Linked DNA regions of Mus musculus: all the other regions are linked to region 4. Evidence: chromatin contacts called from public HiChIP or PLAC-seq data. All regions are on one chromosome and are shown on one strand. Each heading gives the region's core, a stretch centred on a gene start, on an enhancer-like site or on the middle of the called end of the contact. The rest is flanking DNA. Distances are from core to core; before and after follow the strand shown.

The links. HiChIP or PLAC-seq counts read pairs in DNA pulled down with a chosen protein or histone mark.
Region 1: a contact with region 4 is called in an H3K27ac HiChIP or PLAC-seq map of SST interneurons, with 5 times the contacts expected there. The contact joins the enhancer-like site here to the promoter of Npas3 in region 4. A contact is called at or near these places in 3 of 39 promoter capture datasets (the 3T3-L1 cell line, hippocampal neurons and pre-B cells), 5 of 484 Hi-C or Micro-C datasets (cortical neurons, frontal cortex and uterus), 14 of 115 datasets of contacts at active chromatin or transcription factors (SST interneurons, VIP interneurons, astrocytes and 10 more) and 3 of 9 other capture datasets (adipose tissue, embryonic stem cells and liver).
Region 2: an H3K4me3 HiChIP or PLAC-seq map of embryonic forebrain shows a contact between it and region 4, with 6 times the contacts expected there. The contact joins the enhancer-like site here to the promoter of Npas3 in region 4. A contact is called at or near these places in 9 of 39 promoter capture datasets (the 3T3-L1 cell line, 3T3-L1-derived adipocytes, the C10 cell line and 5 more), 4 of 484 Hi-C or Micro-C datasets (cerebral cortex, cortical neurons, palatal mesenchyme and 1 more) and 9 of 115 datasets of contacts at active chromatin or transcription factors (VIP interneurons, astrocytes, craniofacial prominence and 6 more).
Region 3: an H3K27ac HiChIP or PLAC-seq map of oligodendrocyte precursor cells shows a contact between it and region 4, with 5 times the contacts expected there. The contact joins the enhancer-like site here to the promoter of Npas3 in region 4. A contact is called at or near these places in 11 of 39 promoter capture datasets (the 3T3-L1 cell line, 3T3-L1-derived adipocytes, the HPC-7 cell line and 6 more), 2 of 484 Hi-C or Micro-C datasets (cerebral cortex and cortical neurons), 9 of 115 datasets of contacts at active chromatin or transcription factors (astrocytes, craniofacial prominence, embryonic basal ganglia and 6 more) and 1 of 9 other capture datasets (embryonic stem cells).
Region 5: an H3K4me3 HiChIP or PLAC-seq map of neural tube shows a contact between it and region 4, with 6 times the contacts expected there. The contact joins the enhancer-like site here to the promoter of Npas3 in region 4. A contact is called at or near these places in 6 of 39 promoter capture datasets (the 3T3-L1 cell line, 3T3-L1-derived adipocytes, cranial neural crest and 3 more), 7 of 115 datasets of contacts at active chromatin or transcription factors (embryonic forebrain, embryonic hindbrain, embryonic limb bud and 4 more) and 2 of 9 other capture datasets (embryonic tail and pancreatic islet).

Annotation. Positions count from the first base shown.
Region 1 is chr12:53,768,116-53,771,056 of GRCm38.p6, reverse strand. All of the region lies in intron 4 of Npas3 (neuronal PAS domain protein 3), which reads right to left. Among named protein-coding and RNA genes, the nearest start is that of Gm35614, 62 kb to the left of the region's middle. Within about 2 kb of position 1,461, at least 12 of the 459 cell types and tissues checked have an H3K27ac peak or open chromatin away from gene starts, as enhancers often do. A contact at or near this core is called in SST interneurons, where this site is marked.
Region 2 is chr12:53,824,528-53,827,876 of GRCm38.p6, reverse strand. All of the region lies in intron 4 of Npas3 (neuronal PAS domain protein 3), which reads right to left. Among named protein-coding and RNA genes, the nearest start is that of Gm35614, 5.6 kb to the left of the region's middle. Within about 2 kb of position 1,481, at least 19 of the 459 cell types and tissues checked have an H3K27ac peak or open chromatin away from gene starts, as enhancers often do. A contact at or near this core is called in VIP interneurons, embryonic forebrain and hippocampal neurons, where this site is marked.
Region 3 is chr12:53,844,814-53,847,970 of GRCm38.p6, reverse strand. All of the region lies in intron 5 of Npas3 (neuronal PAS domain protein 3), which reads right to left. Gm35614 (a long non-coding RNA gene) reads right to left here. Exons shown (of 2, transcript XR_381599.3): 2 at 1-1,903. Among named protein-coding and RNA genes, the nearest start is that of Gm35614, 15 kb to the right of the region's middle. Within about 2 kb of position 1,515, at least 19 of the 459 cell types and tissues checked have an H3K27ac peak or open chromatin away from gene starts, as enhancers often do. A contact at or near this core is called in embryonic limb bud and oligodendrocyte precursor cells, where this site is marked.
Region 4 is chr12:53,246,457-53,249,699 of GRCm38.p6, reverse strand. Npas3 (neuronal PAS domain protein 3) reads right to left here and starts at 1,268. Exons shown (of 12, transcript NM_001370962.1): 1 at 953-1,268. The coding sequence starts at 1,110.
Region 5 is chr12:53,864,173-53,867,344 of GRCm38.p6, reverse strand. All of the region lies in intron 5 of Npas3 (neuronal PAS domain protein 3), which reads right to left. Gm35614 (a long non-coding RNA gene) reads right to left here. Exons shown (of 2, transcript XR_381599.3): 2 at 1-3,172. Among named protein-coding and RNA genes, the nearest start is that of Gm35614, 34 kb to the right of the region's middle. Within about 2 kb of position 1,469, at least 18 of the 459 cell types and tissues checked have an H3K27ac peak or open chromatin away from gene starts, as enhancers often do.

The sequences.
Region 1 (2,941 bases), core at 212-2,711, 520 kb before region 4:
TATGGTGCTGCCACCCTGGAGCTATGGCTTCATAAGAAATCAGCGAGGAGGGCCAGTCACCAGGGGGCAGATGTAAGAGAAATGCAATGAACCCTGGCTTCCTTTATTTTTCCCCTCTTCAGAGCCACAAGACAGGGGCAGAACAGACACTGGAGTTGGGCAGAAGGAAACTTTTGATTCTTTTGATGCCTCACTGAGGAGGCTGCCTGGAGCAAACAGTTGGAAGTAAGGAGAAACCAGGAAAAAATGAGGAGGGAGCATACAGCAGGAGCATCTCGAAGTTGAGGCGAGTGCCCCTGAACATCGGGAAAACCTGTGCCATTAGTGACTGATTTAGAGTTCTCCACTGTACCTCGGTCAGACCCTGTCCCATGGGTCATTGCAGGACTTCAGAAAAACCCAGAGGCACATTCAGTTCAAAGCCATGTTGACAGAGCTTCGTTGGAACCAGGGCTCATGGTTCGGAGGGATTTACCAGAACTCCAGTGATCTGCGGTTTTTTGGCACTGTTCTTTAGTTGACTGCATTGCAACAATAAAGCTGTGTCCATAAGCAATGGGAAAACGGGGGGCTACACTTCTGGTCTCCTCTTTTTCTTACAGAGATGACTAAATCTGAAATGCACACTCTAGCTTTTGAAGGGGAAAGAGGTGGGGTCTTGTAGTACTTAAACTTTGGTAGTTTTGAGAAACCCAATTAAACAATCACAATAAATGGGTCCTAACCGTTTCTGAGACCCCAGTACAAAGAAGAACCAAGCTTAGACATAGAATTCTTTTTTGATATCTAAAAGATCCCCTCCTTTCTCTTCACACATGCTCCTCTCTCTCTCTCTCTCTCTCTCTCTCTCTCTCTCTCTCTCTCTCTCTCTCTCTCTCTCTCTCAGCTGCACACATGCATACTTTGAGACAGAGCCTTTCTATAGCGTACAGGATAGCGTCAAACTTGCAAACTTGGGTCCTAGATTACAAGTGTGGCCAAAAAGTGAAAATTTTAAGACATATTTTCACTTCTTTCAGAGCTTTTCAACAACATTAATAACACCCACCTAATAACAACTTTCCTTCAGAGAATGGGTTTCCCAAAAGTAAAGATCTGGCCCCTTTCCCATTCCCAACCTCCGCAGGACTCTGCAGCTGAGATAGTACTGGTATGGATTCAGTGTCCCTTCCAAGCTAAGAGACAATTTACACAGGGACTCCAAACACAAGACTCATAACAGAAACCTTGCAGTCAGCAAACCCTTCCATTCCCATGGTGTCACCGTGTCCAGAAGGCAGATCCAGGCCAGCAGGTACTTTGCCAGGCTCACAGCACACACAGAAACCAAAGCATCATTGAGGGAACTGCTGGTCCAAGCTGAGGTGTTTCTTTAATGGGGCTGCGGGAAGCCAAGGCCTGCTCTAAGCCTGCACCATGCAGGGAGGCCTAGGAACCGACTGCTCCTTGGACACAATGTAATTTGGAGCCATTACAATGTATTGTATGTGGGACACTACTGTTCAGCTCTTAATATGCAGAATTTTGCATAGTATGAATGCTAATCATTTCCACGATGATGCTATTCATATAATATGTAATACTTGCTAAACAAAATTATGAAACATAATTACTGCTCAGACACAGTTGCTGCTTCCAGTCCTCCAAAACCCAGTCATTTAAAATTGTGTTTTCTTTAAATAAACGGCAACAATCCCCGCTGAAGACTATGTGCCTAGATAATTTCCTTTTCAAAAAAGGAGCCTTTTTATCTTTACTGAGTGACAAAACATCCTTTATGAAAGGTTTATAACTCAGCCATTTAAATTCGCTTCAGGCTGAAATTTGGCATGCAACTTCTCAATCCTGGGAGCAGAGTTTTGATTTTACTAAATTTTAGCAAAATTGGTTTGGCTGCTTTTTAGTCAAACCCTCTGATTTTAGCTAGGTCTCCCTTGCTTGGCGCTCACCCCAGCTGAGGTGACACGGTGCCTGGATCAACGGTGCACATGTGTCATCCACAAATTCATCCGCAAATATACACCACGCGGGTGCACAAACACACTGGGAAGGACCCGGGAGAAAGTTCCCTTTCATTTTGTCCGTAGTGGAACTGAAAAGCAAATCCACAATTTCAGAGGCACAAAGCGACGCCCTTGTATCGCTCCCCAAGGAGCCGTGTGCAGAAGAGACAATTTCTCCCCTCTGGCAAGAGTATAAATTAGGTAGGTGAAGAAAAGGAAAAACCAGGAGAGCAAACAACACTTTACCATCGGACTTCCCCTGGTTTACTGGGGATTTTAAAAGAGGTCCTACCAGTTTCATCAATCTGTGAACAGAAGCAAATTCCCAAAAATCCTGGGAAAGTTGGCCTAGCGTTTCCGTTTGCTACCAAAATGATGATGAGGAATTTCCCGGGAAGTGTAAGCTGACTTGCCAAAGGAAAGAAAAACAGAGCCGTAGATGACTTCTGAGCATGGAGCGCGCGCGTGCGCAGTGAGTGTGTGACTTTCTCAGCCAGGCTCCAGGCCTGATCGCCAGGGCTCCAGAGGTATTTTGAAAACAAACCAAACACACATCCTGAGCACTGAAACACCATAAATCAAGGTTAAGGGACAGTGCGGTTCTAACAAATCCAGTGACAGGCTAAGATCAAGGGATGCCTTGACATTCTCCTCAAAAAGGTCAATCTAACTGGTCTGCAATGTAAAAATGAAGAGGCTGCCATCATTGCCGTGGTGAAAGGTCAGACACCAGCCGATTGGTGATAGAATTATCAAATTAACCAATCGATGTGTGTGAGTAATAGATGTGAGCGGCCCTCTGGGAGGGCCACAGGGCAAATGCCAGCTCATCAATAACACATCGCTGTGGACAGGAAGCGCCTTGCTTCAATCCCTGTCCCTTTCCATACCAAGGGGAGCCAGACCCTACCCAATGAGGCTCCTACCTGCATATTACA
Region 2 (3,349 bases), core at 232-2,731, 580 kb before region 4:
TTAACAGCATTTCCATGGTCTGCTCATCATTCCGGCCAACTCTACCCACAGTCTGAGATTCACCCTCATAACTCAGCCTTGACAACCTTTCGGCTACTGAACAGGAAGGGGACTGGGATAGAAAACACATTGTCAAGCTACTATACACAAGCTGCTCCCCTGTGCCTCAAGGCTGCCCCCTCCTCAGCTAGCCAACCCCTGCTATTGAAATCAGTTTGAAGGGTAACATTAATATTGATTTAATTTCAGTGTCCCAATTTTAAAGGGACATTGGAAGGTAGAAGGAATAATTCAATAGGTAGTTTGGGAAGCCAAATGTGATTAATCTGAAAGTTCTGTGGATATTTTAAAGATTTTTGAGTTGAGGGAGCCACTATACACCAATCTGTTGGATGACTACAGGCTACTTTCTAAAATATATTTTTCTAACTGCCCACTGTTTTCAACAGGCACCAATTAAGATTCTGGGGTCAAAGGGTTAATTACATCTTCTTACCCACTATGTAGAGTTTTCTGATTATTATCTAAGGTTGGATTAAGATGAAAAAGAACCTACAGAAACGTTAACGCTCAGCCTTCCTCAGAAGATTTACCACCAAGCCTGGAACCTAGCAGCTTTCCTTAAGGCAGACAGAGAACAAAACCTTAGGAGCAACAGTCAAAAAACAGCATCATAAAGATATGCAAGTATCTGATTTATCAAGACAGTTTTCTTATTACTGAAAACAGTTCCTGGCCATGCAGACGGGACTGATGGGAGAGTTCCTTTGTCACATCCCAGTGAGTTTGGGAGGCAGACAACCAGGAGCGAGGCTCAGATGCAGGAGTCAGGAGCTACAGTGTCTTGGAATAATAATGCCTGTAATTATAATTTATATCCCCTGACATCACATAATGCAGACAGTGTGAGCCACTGTTTCTTAGCCCCCAAAGCTGGATGCACCTCATAGTGTTTATCAAGGGATGAGGTTGGTCCCTCTGCAGAGTAGGGAACTAAGCAGTTTCATGACGGAGGGGTATGGGTGTTTAATGCATTGGGATAAATGGATTTTTATTTGTCAGAGTTTTGTCTCTGCTTTCCCTTTAAAGCACATTCCACCACAGCCAGACTTCTCAGAGTAAAACCTTACTAGGAGACCATCATAAGGGCAATTCACATGTCTATTACCACCGTGAAATTAGGGCTTCCTTTTTTCCAGTGTGGAAGGGGAAAGAGATCACCCTGAATTCTTTTCCTATGACCTAACACCAGCTAAAGAGAAGAGCTCCCAGTAAGCTAGGGTATTTTAATGACAGATTATTTTAAATCAAGCCCTCACCATCTGTTCCACCCCCTCATTATGAATGTAAAAAGAACATATTTCACAATTACATCAGTAAAAAAAAAAGTAAGTTCCCCGTGATCTAACTGCACACACGTGTTCCCTGTCCAATGTGTCAGGCATCTGTGATGCTCTTCTGATTCCGGCTCAGACTGGAAACAATACACCCATGAATAACATGGTCCCTGCCCGGTGCAGTGTTCCCTCCAAACCCTGACGTCTTCACTGACCCTGGCTCTCAGATCTATCTTCCCCCCTCTGTTTTAGCAACAGTTAAAAGAGTCAGAAAGAAAAAAAAATTAAGGTCCTTTGTTGCTTTTGGATGCAACCACGCTTTGATAAAATGCACGAAAATGCTGCACATGCCTTCGGTTGTTTGAGGCAATGATAGAGAAGGCACAGATTAGGCTCCCAACTTGAGAGAGCCTGAACAGAGCCCAAGGGTCCACGTGGATCTGCTTACAGGAAAGAAGGAAACCCCCCACTTCAGAGTACACAGGAAAGGGCTGGGTTCCTCCTGAATTCCTTGTCTTCCTTCCCCGCTAAGTCAGTGGCAAATGCATTGCCATTGCCCAAGGACACATCTCCCCAGCCTCAGCATGAAACTGAGTGTATTGGGTCAAATTTGACTCGACACTACAAACGAATCCCATGAAAACAAACCATGACACACCTTTCTTGTACCGTGTGACTCTAAACCTTTCAGATGAGAAAACACTGGCTCTCTCTCCCTCTCTCCTTCTCCCTCCCTCCCTCTCTTTCTTTCTCACGCTCATTCCTAGAAGAGAAGGATCAGTATAGAAGAGAAGATGGGCTACAGCAACCTAAGACACAAAAAGAACAAGGCTACGTGCTTCTGAGCCTACGACGTGGACTGGGTTTGCTTGTATATCCAAATCCCACTTTCTGGAAGCTGTGTTATCAGAGAGCTCATTTGCTTCCTCTGGGATTTGAGTTCAAGCCTGACATCCAGTCCAGAGAGAGATGAATGTCTTGATCAACATCTAACCAAATAGACTACAGGCCTGGGTATATTGTCAATGTGTCACCTTTGAGAGAGTCCCACTTGCCACACCCCCCAGGGGCAGCAGGTGAACCTCAGTGTGACTTGTGCTCAGGATCTAGGGATCCCACAGGACATGCTTGACAGTGTGTGTCACAGGGGACTATCAGTTCCTGCATAGATATTCACTGGTCCCTTTCCTTGTCTCCTCTTGCTCATGTGATGTGTTAATTAATGCAAAGGTAACCAGATCAGAGTTCAGGGCCCAAATCCATCATTCCCCAGGAATTCAGAGATCTCTTTCAAGTTAACGGAGGAACCTTCCCTTGGCAAGAGTAACACAATAGTACATTATTCTGGTCCTAAAAGACCTAAAAATATTACTGCTCTGCTTTGGCAAAACACATGGCACTTGGTCACACAGAGAGTGCCATGTGTTAAGTTGTTGGCTTTGAAAAGTAACGGAAAGAAAAAAACCAAATGTTATTTGATATCCTGTAGATTTCTAGAAAGTATTTTAAATGTGCATATATATATATATATATATATATATATATATATATAAAATAAACTATTACTAACACATATACATTACATTTATTATTAGAGTACATGGTGCAGGGACCAATATTCAGATCACTTAATAGTTACTATTGAGGAATGTTAGGCTAATTACATTGTCTGTATATATTACTGAATTCTACTTTACTGTGGGTAAACAGAAGCTCAGAGAAATTAAGCACAGGGTTTGGTGTCACATAGCCAGAATGTGTCAAGGCAGAAGGAGGATCCTGCCCTTTCTGAGACTGCCTGCTTGGGCTTCTGCAGGATCCACACTGATACAGCTGGAGCCGGGCTTTGCATCCTTCAGCATTTCTTTCCACACAAGGATTTCCCATGCATCTTCCATTTGGCAGACACTTGCTGATCCATCCCTTTGGGGGATACCTGTTGATGGCATGTCTTGCTGCCGGCCCACTTTGGGGGATACCTGTTGATGGCATGTCTTGCTGCCGACCCATAC
Region 3 (3,157 bases), core at 266-2,765, 600 kb before region 4:
AGTCCCCAAACTGGGATCACTGTCATCATCCAGGGAGGGCTCCAGGCACGTACTCTGAGGCAACTGCTGTGGGCTGTACCTCACCACTAAGGAGCAGAACGAGGAAGCACACACTTAAGCTTAAACCCCCAGAAAGTGGCACAGCGATATCAGAAGAATGTGATGGTTTTAATATGTAATCTAAGGAGGAACAAGTAATCCTTAGTACAACTGGGCATAAAAGCAACATGCATCAAAGGCCCCTGGGAAGAAAATGAACCCTGTTTCTCATCAGGGAATCAGGGAACTGCTTTGCTATTTCCTCCACATGGCTTGGTACCAACTATGTGGTAGCTTAGACAGGTAGCTTAGACGAAACAAAATGAAGTACCAGTAGCTTGCTTTCTTTCCTCAGTGATGTAGATAAATTGTGTGTGTGTGTGTGTGTGTGTGTGTGTGTGTGTGTGTGTGTGTCTATGTGAAAGTTAGGTGGGTGTTGCTAAAATTGTTCTACTGTGCCTGGCTTTTTGAATTAGTGCTGGGGTTTGAACGAAGATCCTCTCAGCTGATGAGAGCTTTACTGACTGAGCTACGTCCTAGCCCGAGAGTAGTAGTTCTCTTACTGAGAGAAGTAATGCCACTGTGGCTTTGGCCTTGCAAATGATACAGTTTGGGCCCCACAGACACATTCTTTTTAAAAGAAAGATTCATATTTGACATGTCCTTCCCTCAAACCCCTTCCGGTCTATTCTCACACCTCTTTCAAAGAGCAGGACTTGGAGGATTATAATCCAAGGCTAATTACTTTTTCCTGTTGTAGTTCCTCAAGTGCCTGCTTTCTGCTCTTTATTTGTATAAACATGACACAGTAATGTCTGTGACTTCAAATGAAACACACTCAGGATCCAGCAAGAATGCCTCGCAGGTGGCAGGGCAAGCTGAGCCCTGGGTGTCAGTCCAGATGTAGATCAGAAGAGAACGCGTGAACAGCATTCTCTTCTCATCCGGCTCAAACAAGAGAGGTGAGTCAGTGCCAGCAGGTGAAGTGGGGGGCCTCCCGCCCACAGGCAGGGGAGATCTCAATGTTGTGTTTTATTTGTTGAGATCTCTTCTTTACTTAATGTAGAGAGCCGGGTTATTTCACACTGCCACCACGCCGTAGCTTCTTAAATGATTCAGGGAAGTATAGCTTTCATTTAGGTTTGTGCCCTCCAGTCTGTTTATACTGGTCGATACACTTGTCTGAAAAATATAATGGATTAGCACATCATTCAACAAGCTAGTCAGAAGGCAAGCTTAAGGCGACAGACACCAGAAAGTAAATTACAGTCAGGAGTAGGCGCAGGCCATGCCTAGAGCTGGGAAACAGCGTATCAGCACAAAACCTGTATTCTCTGGGAATGGTGGTGGAACCAAAAGGGACGCAGAATTTACACTCGAATATAATAAAACAATCAGCCCCACAAATTCATACGGTACCATAAACTGTGTGCTTTATGACACTGAATGCAGAGCAAAGCTGGCACGAACACTAGCCCACACATTACAGCCTCGGCTGGAAACAGACACACATTTGTTTCCTTTAATAGGCCCACTTTTGCAAGCAGGCATAGATCACGGCTTACTTTACACATTCCATTTAAATATTTGTAGAACGGTAGGTAGTTGGCCACAGGTCTCTACTACGGAGTGCAAAGAACAGGGAGGGCTATGGGGGTGGGGCGTTTATTCTTTATGAGCTTCCTCTTTCTTCTTCTCCATCTTCTCTCCTTGTTCCGTTTCTTCTTCTCCAAGCCCCAGAAGCCAGGATTGAGATACATTTCCAAAGTTTAATGTAATCTATTTTGACACGAGCCAAATCGTCACCGAGGCAGGTGGAGTGCGGTGAGAATTATTAAACAGCCTTCCCTCTGATCACTGCCGGCTAAAAGGTAAGATTTGGAAATGAATCTTTAAACCCTGGAGGTGTTTTTGAAACTTTACAATAATATACACTCTAAATGATGACACAAGCAGCCTCCTTCACTGAGCGCTTCCTGCAGGGCTGTGCTGCCCATGCTTTCTGAGACAGACGCTGTATCACCGCCACAATAGATCGCTGTAGCAAGCAACACTGAGGGGCAGCTGGGGAGCCTACAAATCCAGAGGGACCTGGTAAAATGACTTATCCCACGGACTCGGACTGTGAGGTCAGAGAAGCTCCAAGTTACAAATATTAAAAATGCTCCCTTTCGGTGAAGATGGTTCAGAATAGAATGGGGTGGGAACTGACGAATGCAGTCCGAGGTTCTGATTAGCTTGGTAGTCTTGCTCAACAGTAAGTAACGGGAAGGACCTGGGCAGCAGATGCATGGTGTGGCTAAAGAGTGACACTCAGCGACAGGACAGCAGGCAATGCAGTGGGGGTTGTCTATAGCAGAACCCACCATTACCTACCACGTTTCCCATACCACATCTTTATAAGGCTTGGCAGAGAAGAGACGGCACCACCCTGCCCTCCGTCCACGGTTGGCCTGTTCTGCTCTGACCTTTCCATGTGTTTGCCATCATGGTTGCAACCCTGCATGATGAGACCGCAGTTGGCTAGTCTTAGCACACAGGTGAGAACTGGGGTGGATCCCTTTCTGGCTCACCTCCTTTCTCCATGCCTGTCCATGAGACCCATCCTTCAGCTTGATTGCAGCAGACATGTGAGAGGAGAGCTTGCCTTACTTAAGTGGTTCCTTTCCACTGTCATCCTTCTCCTTTCAAAACCATGGCCCTTCTCTCAAACCTTTAGTGACTCCCCCTAGCCCTGTTCCGGCCTTACAACCTAGTGTGGAAGTTGCTTCAATTTCAACATGTCATCTGTCTGCTTTTTCTCTTCCTAGACAATTCTCAAGCCTTTCCTTGCTCCCTTACTCCTTTCTTTACCATCAAATGACTTGGAAGTGTACCAAGATGTCCTGAATACACGCGTTCCTCTTGCCCTTTAACCCATGGCATCAGGGGTCAGCCTTCCCCAGTGATCCAGAATACTGGCCATCTTCTCCCTAGAGGGTGGAATGGCTTTTTCCTATTCTAGTTTAGATAACCAGTTGCATCCTTTCTGTGGGTCTTTGGTTTGGTTTTCCCAGTGACAGCTTCTCATGATTCTTGGGGAAGATACTGTATAAATATGTTCTGACCACCTAATCAT
Region 4 (3,243 bases), core at 19-2,518:
TATTTAATTTCACACTCTCATGTGCTTTTTTTTCTTCCATCTACCATAAAATTGAGCCTCATGAATAGAGAGTTTACCTTTTTGATTATATTGTTAGTTTTTCTCATAGCGATTTTGTGAATCCCATTTTCAATAAAATCTTAGAACATCGAAAGTTATCCTTAAAGGGAAAACTTTAGGGTTAGAAAGCTGTTGATGGTAAATTTCTCTTTATTTCCTTCCTCAATCAAAGGTTGCTCAGTGTTTTAATGACAATTATTTTGAATCTAGAGACTATCTTTAGAAAACTAAAAACAATTTCTATATTAAAACTTCCCTTTCACCACCAAGCCTAACTTTTGTAAAATTTGCTTCCTAACTTGGATCTCGGAATCCCATCCATTTGCATCATAATGCGTTTAAGATAGTTAACAGCGCCTAAGAGATTCGGATTTCACGTTGTATTCCCTGTAGTAACAGGTGACAGGATCTCACACTATTAGGTAGAAACGCAAGTCTATCTCTGCACATGAAAATCGTCTCTGTCCTATTTGGAAACAAATGATCAATCAGCCTCCGATGATCAATTGCTCCCCTGGCTGTCCGTCAGCGCGGATTCGCACCCGCGGAGGCATTGAGAACATTTTGCTGAAAGGGGGCAGGAAGCCCAAACTTTGCAAAAGCATCTCCTGCAGCGTCTCAGACTTGACTGGAACTCTCTGGCTACTCGGGGCTGAGGCTCAACGTTCGGGGCCTGGCAGAGGGCAAAGGATGACTTCACTTCGCCAGTGCACTAGAGTGCTTTTCAATTCGGATTGTGTATCCCCCCCCCCCTCCTTCTATAGCACAGGGGCAGGCAAAGTAAGCCCTGACGAGGTGCATGTGTGTTGTAAGGCACAAAACAAGAGCAAAGTGAGTCCCACCCCAGTACCCGAGACGGGGGCACTATCCCAGCTCGGACGGGACTACTCACCGCTGCTGGTAGGAGGTGATGCCCTGGACGTTCTGCGGGGTGCCGTTGGCCGCGGCGCCGGCCCTCCCCATGCCCGCACCGGCCGGTACCCCAGCGGCTGCCCCGCCGGCCGCCGCGGCCGTCACCTGCACGCTGAAATCCGGAAAGATTCGGATCATCGCCGCGGCTTGGAGCCCCAGGCGCGGCTGCTCTGGGCTCGGGCTGGCGGGGGCTCGGGCTCGGGTTCGGGCGGCGGCGGCAGCAGCGGCGCGAGCGGCGGCAGCAGCGGAGCCAGGCACCAGCCTGCAATCCCATTAGTGAGCCGCGGCCACTGTGCGCGGCGGAGAGGCGCTTTGATGTGCGCGCAGCGGGCTGAGGTGGGGGGGGGTGGCGAGGAGGAGGTGCGGGGGGTGTGCGAGGGACTTGCAAACAGCAAAACGTGTCAGGGTGGGGCCTTTTCTCCCTTTTGGGGGGCACTGTTGCTCCCCCCTCTTTCCAGGATGTTGCTTTCACTGGCTGCTCCAGCAGCGCCGCGCGAGCCCAGCTGAGAGGAGGAGGGGGTGAAGGAGGAAGGATGCACCGGGAGGCTTGGCGAGCGCTTGGCCGGTGCAAGGGAATAACGAGCAGTGGAGGGTGCGTTTTCCCTCCCTCTTCTACACACACACACACACACACACACACACACACACACACACACACCGCGCACTTCCGACCCAAAGTGCAAGATTGTGGTGCGCTCTTTCTCCTCCTTTCTCTGGAGAAATAACCACCATCCGGGCTGGCTTCAGCCTTCCGAGGCTGCCAGAAACCAGGATCCCAGCCCGCGGGTGTAGGAATGGGGCGTCAGAGCCTCCCGTTTCAGCCTGGACCCCTCTTTGACACTATTCTCCACATTAAGCAGAGCGAATGTGACCAAGCGCAAGTTGGGTTCCTGGAGAACTTGATAGTTATCTAGGAGAGGTGGTTTGCAAAGGCGACGGAGTGCGGGGCGGGGGGTTGGCGCTTTTGTACAATGGAGAGTTTGGGTCGCTTAAAAGAAAGGGCTCTTCCCGCTCCTGGTGAGCGGAAGAGTTGGTCTTGGGAAACTTGTGAGGTGGGGTCTCAGCTAGATCTTAGTTTGCGCTATGATCCATCTCTTAACGCCCCCCTTTGACCGAGGAAACGAATAAATTAGTAGCCACAATTGAAAAGAACTCTGCGAATTCCAAACACCAAGGAAACAAAAAGAGAAAACACGTGCATTTATTTCCTCGCGCCTTCCTGTTACTTCACATTGTGACGCCTGCCTTTCATTAGGGGGTGAAGAGAGATCCTTACAGTTTGGATGCGCCTTTTTAGTGAGACTTGCACTGGGTTTCACTGAGCTAGGGTTGGGGGAGTGGGAGTTGATTGTTTCCCTCCATCCCTCCCCAGGACCCGGGTTGCCCACTTTTCCCCCTGTCTTCTGGCTGGTGAGCAGGAGCAGAGATGCGAGAAGCAGGCGGATGCAGCCCTTGAGGGACACAGAGCTCTGCTAATGTCCCACACTCAAAGCCCCTGCCCAGCTTAGCGGCTGCTGCTGCTGCTGCTGCTACTCCTGCAACTGCTGCTGCTACTGCTGCGGCTGGGTGGTGGTGGGGAGTGGTGGTTTCCCATTCTGGTACCCTCTTCCCATCTGGCACTCAGGGCCTGGGCACTGCAGCTGAAGGGCTAGGGCAGTCGCTGTACCCTCCAAACAAGCCCAAGTTAACTGTGACCTCCACGCCGCCGTGACCCAGGGCCAATCGCGCTTCTCCCGGTCAGGCTCCTGCTTAACCCTTTGAGCCTGGGAAACAGTGGGCCACCATGATCCAGTGAGACAGGACCCACTGGCCTGAAGTTGCCGAGGTGTAGAGTGACAGAGGCTCCCAAGCAGGACAACTCCGCACAGGATCTAAGAGCCAGATGCCCGCCCTGCAGCAGCCCCATGCTATCCCTCCCACCCTGATGATTCTGGAAACTAGAGGAGCTGGACAAAGGCGAGTCCTCGCCAGGCCCCATCCCGCTCCTGCCAGGGCAACCTCTGGGCGTCCCCAACCCAAGTGGCTTTCGGGAGGAGCCTCCGAGCCCAGCAGTCACAGGGAGACTGGGAGGGGGGAGCCTTGGCTCTCGCTGGCCGAGCCCACGGCGCAGCTGCGTTTCCATTTTCCTCTCAAAGAAAATGCTTTGGACGGCAGATAATACCAGGAGATATGAAACTGCTTCGTCCCCCACATGTTGCACGTAAAAAGAATCGTAATGAGCATCTGTGGCTTGTGCGAAGGAGCCCACGAGTTAGTTGAAGACCAAAGCAA
Region 5 (3,172 bases), core at 220-2,719, 620 kb before region 4:
TCTTTCTTTTTTTTTTTTTCATTTTAATATATCTACTGAGAAGTTCACAGCTGACCAAATTACAGAGAGTGTCAATGGAGTTCTTAGCTACCAATGGGACACCTATATTACCAAGACTTGATGAAGATGAGGTGGAAAGGTTTTTAAAATCCAGAGATCTGGGAGCACAGGAACAAAACAATGTCTTCTAGACCCCACAAGGACATAGGACTCATACACTCAAGCAGCTGTAGTTTCTTGCAAAGAACCGGCACACAACCAAGCCAGACAGTAAGTAATCCAGCAAGTAGCTAGGGGAAGAGATTCAAGAGTCCCCACACTCTTAACTAAGGAGCTATAGAGAGTTGATGACTTCCGAAGGAGGACGAGTCAGTTTTCTTTAAAACATGACCCCGGGTAGGTTGACTATGCTCCACTGGATAGCTCTGCACCCATATGTGGGCAGCACAAACTGGACTTCATAGATTATTAAACAAACAAACAAACAAAAAACCAGGATGACATCAAATTGGGGGTGGGTGCGGAGTAGAGAAGTTAGAGAAAGGAGTTGGGGGTAAATATTATAGAAGCATACTGTATGGAATTTAATATAATAAAACATATTAAAATTGCATGAGCATTTTCATGTATCATAAATTATACCAGGTACTCCAGGTGAATAAAAGATATAGAAAAGATCCAGGAGAAGTTAAAAGAAGGGAATTTGGTACCAATTAACCAATTAGCACTGCCATGTAAAATGAATGGTGCTCTGGAGGAGCTCCAGCACTGTTCATTCTTTTCTCACTGAATGGTTGGGAGGACTGGAGATGGCACGTCAATAATGTGCCATGCTCCATACAGAGCAAGCATTGGGTAAATGTAGGGCAGGGAAATTTCACTGGCTTCCATGGAGCATGGATTCTAGTGACAACAACTGTCTGTTTCATGCCAGGCCAACTGCTGTATGTAGGTAATGCAAGCAGAGGTCATCACAAGCTTTATCACATCTGACCTGCTGTGATACCTTAGGAAAACCGAGAACAAATTCCCTAGGTAGCACTGTAATGTCGGGGTATGTTAGATAATGCAGAATGCTTAGTGATTTGCTAAACGCTGTGAGAAATGAGGTTGAGGCAGAGGTTGTGAGACACAGAGGATGGTGAGGGTTTGGAAAAAGAGAATCTCTGTTTTATTCCGTCACTCGAATCACCCTTAAAAGATTATCATCATGCTCCTATCTAAAAAGGTCAGTTGGTGTTTAAGAGTTCCCAGTCTACCAGTTTGAAAAGACTTTCCACCTCATCTCTATGTAAATTCTGATTTGTGTTTCAGCAATTTGCTTTGCATCAAAATGCTTTGCCTATTTCTGTCGCTAGCATTTGCTCACCTAGTTTTCTCCACATGGATGCCCTTCTCCCAGCAGATCCATTTTACTCATTAGTCATAGTCTGGTCCACTCCCATTTTATATTCCCTGTTTAGCCACGTGTTCTTTCTTGCCTCTGTCCTACTGAGACACTGAGTCACCCAGCACTCCATCAGTGGAGACTATGTATCACCCCTTAAATGTTAATGTCTCTGCCTTATTTCTACAATTTAGGTTTAAGCTTTCCAATGATACAGAACACACATCTTAAATGCCTTTATACTCCTCTCTGCAGCTTTCAGGGTCTTTATAAATACTTAGTTGATGAGTGTGCCTATGTCAAGCTGGTTTTCCTTTGTGCTGGGGATGAAAGCGTGGTAGGGGGAGGGAGGCAGAGGGCAAGCTAGGAGTCAGTTAGGCTACCTATTCCAAGACTGCGCCACTCATCCCGTCCCACACGTAGAGAATATGAGGTGGACTCAGCACACATTTCTGATCTCTCAGAGGTCAGTCAGCAAGCTATAATTTCCCTCTCTTTGTGAAAACTGGTAAGACTTCTCTATTTCCCACACAGCAATACTGTGAAGATAAAAGGAGAGGCAGTGCCTGGGTAGCAGTGGTAGGGGCATTGGAGACTCTCAAGAGGCACGTGGGGGGCCTCTTCATGCACACACAAACTCTGAGTGTCAGGGCCAGCCACAGATTGTTCTTTTTCTGTGTGTGGATTCTCTCCCTCTGGGCAGCCACATCATTTCCAGGTTAAAGGGTATGCTATACACTCTCCCCGGGGAAGGAGCTATGCGGATAATGAGCTAAGACAGAGAGCTTTTACTGTGCTTAGGTAAACTGCAGTGACCCAAGGTTCAAGTTTTGGGGGACATATCTAATTAGATGTGGTAGGTGGAAAATTTCCTACATAAGGTTTCTACCGGTGTAATTAAGCCCTGAGAATCAAATCAGATTATGCTGGTAAGACACAGAGAGGCTTGGATCACACAGCCCAAATCGCCTCTCAGCAATTCTGCTTGGCCTTGACTCCTTTCAAGGTTGGTCTGTGGCAAATTGCCATACACGGATGTGGAGCTCTGACCACTTGCCAGAAGCTGGTGTGCTTCTCCAGCTCATCCCTGGGTAGCTGGGAAACAAACCTTTTCATTTTCTAATCAAACGGAGGGGATGGGCATTGGTGTAAATGTTTGTATGGAGCTCCTACCAGACCAGCCACCATGCTAAGAAACCAAGAAGAAAAGCAGAAGGCATTGTTTTAAAGTCATCTACACTGACAGAACAGGTAGCATGAGGGAGGGAGAAAGATGGCTTTGCAGTCCAGCACAGAGACGGGCACCTGGCAAGAGTCCATGAGTTCCCACAGGGGAGACACTCACTAGACTGCCATCCCTATGCTAAAGAAGCCATGACAGAGAACACAAGTCAGACTTGTGATACTGATGAATCCCTTCATTCTTAGGACATCCTAACAAAGATATCACTGTCACCAAAGTCTTTTGGATCATGTAGTCAGAGGCCAGGATGTTATGAATATTATGGCACCCCCAGGGCTAGCATAATGCATGGCCAGTGGCCAACAAATATATGCAGAATAAATATGAATGAATGGATACAGACAATGAGTGAATGCAAGAGACTCTTTGTGAGATTATCTTGAGTTGTATAGACTCAGAGAAGGTAGAGAGGCTTTTGACAGCAAAGGCTGGTAGCAGTGATCCCTCATGATCCCTCTGCTACCTTAAGCAGAAGGTGAGTTGGTGTGCAGTAGACGCTTTGCTCTGCAGGTCTGGTGTAGCTGGGATTCCAGGCTCAAAGT